2 separate regions of the Sus scrofa genome follow, and region 2 is linked to region 1. A link is a contact called in public Hi-C data. All regions are on one chromosome and are shown on one strand. The core of a region is the stretch at or near the end of the contact, and the rest is flanking DNA. Distances in the headings are between cores, read along the strand shown.

Region 1 (3,212 bases), core at 290-2,789:
TGTGGGGGTGGAGGTGGAGGTAGACGCACAACCCACAGAAAAACTGCCCTGTTTTCATAAGGTTTTGTAAACTGTCTTATCTTTGGAGAACAAAGCCGCTCCTCACTCACCTTTTTTTTTTTTTTTTAATGATGACACCATTTTTCCTTTTTATTTGGAAACAAAAACTCCATTTCTCCTTCCAAATACTTTTTTTAGTTTTCTGTTCACCAGTATGAAAGTATTTTTCAGGATCATCATGAGAAATACCACCATGAATTAATGTGTCCAGAACTGCCATCTCCCCGAAAAGGTCAAAAATTTTAAACACGGATAGGCCTTTTAGACAATTTCATACAAAAATAGAGAACCTGTTTAAATTTCAAACTAAAAGCTAAGAACGGGTAAGCATCAGTAAACAGTGGCTGCACTTGCTCTGCCTGACCACCAGGTGGCCAAAGCACAGGCTTCCAGGGTTTCCTGGTAAGGTTGCTGGTCTCCTGGATGGTGACTTCCGGATGGTAATGAATCACCTATGCATCCACTGAGGTGACTCCACTAAACGCCACTCCATCCAGGTATGGTCTAAACCCTCGAGTTATGTTCCTGCACATCTGTCCTTGTGAATAGCTCTCATGCGGCTTTCCACGATCTGATGTGTTACCAAAAGACACTTGTTCTACAGATGCCAAATCAGGAGTTTCTAAACTGTTACAAAAATCTGAGAGGTAAAGATAATTTTGACTTCTTATTTCTAATTTCATGAACTTCCTCTCCAAAGGACATGTAATTTACTACCTACATAGACTTAGTCGTATTCCCTTGGGGACATCAAAAAGAAAATGTCAAGAGAGTCAGTGTGGTGTCACAGAAAGAAAAAAGGATTAAGGAATCAAGAGCTGTGCTGTTCAATACAGCAGCGAACCGGGGGTGTAGCTGCTGAGCACTTGAAAAGTGGCAAGTCAGAACGTATGAGTAAAAAATATGCTGACTCCAAAAACAAAAAAAGCATGTAATATATCTCAATGATTTTTTTTACACTGATAAAATGTTGAAATGCTTAATATTTAAATGTAATAGATTCAATAAAATATGACACTAAGTTCACCTATTTCTTTTTACTTGTTGAACAGGACCACTAGAAATTTAAGTATTACATGTGTGCCTCGCCACTGGACAGCACTGATACAGAGGATTCAAATCCCACTCCTGTTTCTCTCCCTGATTCACTGTTCTAGAACGCCCACTCATCTTGACTCATGGTTTCAGTTTCTCAACATACCTCACTCAGCAAACACACACTGAGTGACTACTCTAGACAGATACCATTGCGAAGTACTCTTCCCAAAATGTGTAGCTCCTGCACTGTCTGCCTCACAGAACTGCTGCGCTATCCATTCTAAAGGCAGGGCAGTATCATCTTTACTTCCCAACCATAACGACAAATAAAGAGGCACAAATAAAGAGGCACATAAACTTCCACCTAACACGGAAAGACCTTCCTCACACAGAACAGGGCGGAGGGAAGTTACACAACGACTTCCTCGTTCCACCCCCAGTTGGTTAGGAGCAAGGAGTTACCAGCTAAAGCAGGGATCATTTACATTTCAAAAGGCCTCTCAGTACCAAGACTCAGCAGCCTCCTCTAACTCGCCCCTAAAGGGATCACAAAGGATTTTGATTTATCTAAACCCAGTTAACACTTGACTTTCCATAAATTATCAAATGGATGAAATGAAGTATACTTACACCTTGCTTCTTTTTTCAGAAGTGTTTTTTATTTCTAACGAAATGGTTTAACATGAAACTCAAGTGGCATCTCTTGTGTATCAGAGGCACCATATTCTTCTGACACCATCCTCACTGACCCATATTTCCTTCTCCCACAAATTTTATCTCCTTCAAAAAGTCTCTTTCTATAACCCATACCTAAAGCTGAGTCTGTCACCTCTACAGGTAAGGGGGCTTTTTTAACCCTCTTTCCTGCAGACAGTCTTTTGACAGACAGACAGACACACACACACACACACACACACATGCAGTCAGCAGAAGAGCTGCTTCCATTCTGTTAAATGGAATGTACATCAGGTGATCACAGGGCTTACCTATTCTGTTGCTAACTTTTATTTCAAGCACAATTTTAACTGAAATAAAAAGGACTATGTGGTCTGCTAATAAATGCTTGTTGTAAGTCAAATGCTGTGCTTGAAGCCTCTTCTCTAGCTTCTCCTGTTGAGAGGTCTCTCACTCATTTCCCTTCCTCTTCACAACTACCAACATCTTGGATTGCACCACCTCACACCTGGATTACGGTAATAACTGTGCACTGGACCGACAAGCCTGGCTAGCTCACACCTGCGAAACATTCTAGACTCTACTGCTAAACTGATCTCCCCAAACAGCAACTTCACCTTGCCATTCTTCTGCCAAAAAATGTTCTGCAAATCCCTACAAATGAGGTCAAACATCCTCAGATCTGGCACGGCCTACTTCTAGCTCTTAACACACAGCTCTCAGCCCTAGCTCGTCTTGACTCTGTTCAGCTCCACCTTGAAGCAGCTACACATCCTTCCCCCACGACGCGGAGTGCTCTTCCTGGTCTTCCCCAGCAAACCAAAATCTCATTCTTCTTTGCTCCCACAAGGCCCAGCACCAAACTGCTTCCATCCTTTTAAGGTAGCACAGAGTTTGGTAGAAAACACTGACTCTAGGAAGCCAGACAGAACCCATGTACCAGCCCTAGCCCGGGCATTTATGTAGTGGATTGTGTGACTGTGGATAAATAAATCACTTCCCTAAGCACAGAATCTGCTTTTAAATTAGGGCTAAGAAATTGTTCATAGAGTTGTAATGATTGAACAAGACTTCCTTTGTTAATCTGTTGACAGCAGTCAACTTGAGGAAAGATATTCTATCTATTCCTCTCTATTTATACCAACACATCATACAGTATATGACATATGCTAAGAACTCAAATCAAACCAAGCTGAATCAATTTCATTTAAGGAATCAGAATACACATGGCAGGGACTGCTGGCTGCTCACCAAAATCACTAGTTTCCTTTTCTTCCAGAGTACTCAGCTGGATCACATTTCCCCACCTCCCCTGCATGTGACTGAACTCCCGCCAATGAAAAGCAAATGTAAGGATGTATGCCAAGTCCAGACTGGCTCATTAAAACCTCCCAAGCATACCCCTCCACGTTTCTCCCTCCTCCCCACCATCTGTAAGA
Region 2 (3,453 bases), core at 50-2,549, 780 kb after region 1:
GTGACTGTGGCGAAGGCCAGAGGCTACAGCTCCCCCTGGACCTGTAGCCTGGGAACCTCCACATGCCACAGGTGAGGCCCTAGAAAAGACAAAAAGACAAAAAAAAAAAGAATCTGCAAAGTAATTTTGACACTTAATAATGCATAACTGTCATTGTACTGAATGATAATTAGGAATCTGTGATAAAAAATTCTTGTAATGGTTACAACTATATTACTGTTACAGAGTCAAATTATTTTTCCTTTTTTTGTAAAAATTAATTTTCTTGATTTTTTCAATAAAAAGGTAAATATTAAAAGTCTATTCTGATTCTGTAGGCAGTTTAAACTTGATCACACTCATGCTGACTGATTTACACATTTAAAAATCCAAGGTCTTGAATTCCTACTTCACGGATTTATGGGGATTGAACAGTTCATGTTGTTGAAGATGAGCTGTGTTCCTCAAATTTCTTCCCCCATAATCCAGACAAGACTCAGGGCAGATAGGACCAGTCCTCTTACCTGTATCCCCTGCCACAGACAACCTCCTTGCAGGAAGAAAAGGAGCAGAGTGAGTTAAGTGAATGATGCGAGAGGCCCAGGAAATAATGGATTCGGGATTTTCATTCATTCCTTCTTTCCCAAATATCTGGATGCCCTTCGTAAAGCATTTGCACAACATGTCTGTTCTCTCTTCTTTTACAGGCCTGCCTGAGAAGACAAGGCAGCACAGATGGGGCTCTGAAGGAAATAAATCTTACTCAGCTTTTCACATAATGCAAGTGCTAGCTATTGTTTTTAGCTGCCAAGTACATCAGTTAGATTACTGGCCAACCCATCATACCTTCTAGTGGCAAAACTTACATTCCCAAGCATTTGGCTCAGACCAGACCAAGCAGAATACTTATTCCTGTGGTGAAGTAAGTCAAATGATCCAAGCCACAGTATTTCACCAGGATTGTTCTAGATGGAGACAGCAAGGAAGGCCTTGCTTTTGGACACTAGAGTTGGAAGTTTGTGAAAATACACGCTAGTGGTGTTATTTCTCGACTTGCAGACTTGTAGAGAGTGTGTGTTTGCAGTAGGAGTAGGAGATAATGAAACCACAGAAAGATAGCAGAGTTACAGATGCAGTGAGAGATGAGAGACAGACAGACAGAGACCAGGAAGCATTGAGTGCTCCAGGTCTGAGATTCTAAAAGCTGACATTCCTCAGGGTGTTAGTCAACGAAAATTTCTGGGCAGAGGAGCCTGCCTCCTCGTCTCTGTATCACACTTCACCATCTGTGGCCGAAAAACAGCACTCACCATGCCCGGGGCTCAGAATACGTCTTATACAAACAGTTCTTTCAACCCCTGGCCTCCAAGTCCTTATCTTCTACCAGCAATGTCCTCAACTTACATCTCCCAAGAAAAGCAACTCTTTTCAGGTATAAAGGAGTCAATTCCAGGGTAGACATTCCCTCAAGGGAACTAAATCTGTTGCAATTCAACTCTTGTCTACCAAGTGAACAATTTTTTTTATGTAATTAAACAAACACTTCTTTTAAAAACTGTAGTCTTTGCTGTATATTTACATAACAAAAAATTCAAGAGGTTTAATCAGAACAAAGGGGCTGACTGTCCCAAATGTGGTTCAATGTTTTTGGAAACAAAGAAAACTACTGGCAGCTTTGAAATGGCAATTTTTTTTTTTTCCTGCTCCTATTCTTCTAAATCATGGTGTCAAGATTAGTCCTAGTTTTAGCCACTTTCTTCCCTGCCACTTTCTTCCTCCTTGTCGCCTGTTCAAGAAGCTTTTCACAGCTTATGACCTACAAGATGGAATTCAATCCTTTGAATGGTAGGGCAGGTGACTTCCATCTTGCTCCAGATGTTATTCTAAAGTTCCTGTGCAGATCATAACCATCTGAGTGGGGTTATTCTGTGAGTAGTTAGAAAGGAAGGACTGATACAAAGTGAAATGCCAGGGAAAAAGTGATGGAGCATGATAATGTGAAAAAAAGAATGTACACACGTATGTGTGACTGGGTCACCTCGCTGTGCAGTAGAAAATTGACAGAACACTGCAAATCAGTCATAACGGAAAAAATAAAAATCATTATAAAGAAAAAGAAACTACATGGAGGTAATTAGTTGGATTAATCTGTTATGTGGTGGGTTCAGAGCTCTGTGACTTTAAGGACACCTGTGGCACATTCTTGAGGGCAGGATGAGGGCAGGACTAGTAGCCTTCAAAAGAGACCAGGTTAGAACATAATACGGTTAGAACATAATGCAGTCCTCATAGCTCTGAGCACAGTGTAAGCTCCCTAATTTCTTGCCCCACCTCTTCACACTGTTGCCAATGTGGTAACAGCTATAATCCTGATCGGTCTCTTTCATGGAGTTTTCACAACAGTTCTCCCTTCAGTCTTGATGCTTTTGCTGTTTGACTGAGTTCCAGACCTGGCCCTACTCTTCTTTCTGCTTTTGTTATTCAGGTTAACAGCATAAAGGGGATTTTGGCCTATTACATGACATGAGATATGACACAAGACAATTTCGGTACTCTTTTTGTCCCTAGGAAGAAAAGGGATGGGTATTTGAAAGAAAGACCCATAATTACCACGAGTAGGACTATGTTAGAAAAGCTGAGCTGAACAAGGATCGGATTTCAACTGGAAAGTCAGCACAAATAATTGGATTGGCCTCATTTTTCCTCTAGCACCATCCTGTTGTTCAGCAAGAGATTAGAAGCAGACACTGGGGAAGATTCAGGGTTTGGTGACATAACACAGATCCACTACATAGTTAGGCAAGTCTAGGGTACTGAACTGCTGCTAGGCATGGCTGTGTTAAATACTACCATCTTGGAATCTTGGTGTTTCAGATATGATAGAATGGCTCACATAATACTCATTTTTACCTCCCTCTATTTTTCTTATTTGACTCTATTACTGCAGCTATAAAATCTAAAACTCAATTCTCCAGGCTTTCTTGAAACTAAAGGGGGCATGTGATATGGTTCTGGCCAATGAGGTATAAGTAGATGTAATTTAGAGGCTCTATTTTCCCTCTCTTCTTTTTGCCTGTGTTTGAGGCCTGGAGGCACATCAGTGCCAGTTGATACCAAGAGGCAGCAAGTAAGAGGACAAGTGAGAGCATGCTAAGGGTGGTAGACTAAAAAGGTAGAAAGAGCCTGGACATTGTTGAGCCATAACATCAGCCTGGAACTACCAGGACTTGTGGCAGTGAGAGAGTAAACTTCTATTCCTTTAAGCTAGTACTTTTCATCCTTTTCCAAATCTTAGCACACAAGGAAATGATAATATTCATATTCCACATGTAGGTAGACATATAAAGCTGCTTAAGATTGGAGACAATCTCTCATACCTTAAAGGCTTACTCCAAAGACTAAATAAGTATTATCTGAGCTTACTTTTAACCATTGACAGCTCTCAGAGAATTCTGACTTAAGCCACTTTCGGTT

The links. A called contact is a pair of places that touch in the nucleus more often than the background predicts.
Region 2: a Hi-C map of embryonic fibroblasts shows a contact between it and region 1, with 1.8 times the contacts expected there. The contact joins two enhancer-like sites. A contact is called at or near these places in 2 of 47 Hi-C or Micro-C datasets (embryonic fibroblasts and subcutaneous adipose tissue).

Annotation. Positions count from the first base shown.
Region 1 is chr8:121,297,087-121,300,298 of Sscrofa11.1, forward strand. All of the region lies in intron 9 of METAP1 (methionine aminopeptidase 1), which reads right to left. Among named protein-coding and RNA genes, the nearest start is that of ADH5, 32 kb to the left of the region's middle. Within about 2 kb of position 1,540, at least 32 of the 83 cell types and tissues checked have an H3K27ac peak or open chromatin away from gene starts, as enhancers often do. A contact at or near this core is called in embryonic fibroblasts, where this site is marked.
Region 2 is chr8:122,072,567-122,076,019 of Sscrofa11.1, forward strand. No RefSeq gene overlaps it. Among named protein-coding and RNA genes, the nearest start is that of STPG2, 41 kb to the right of the region's middle. Within about 2 kb of position 1,300, at least 9 of the 83 cell types and tissues checked have an H3K27ac peak or open chromatin away from gene starts, as enhancers often do. A contact at or near this core is called in embryonic fibroblasts, where this site is marked.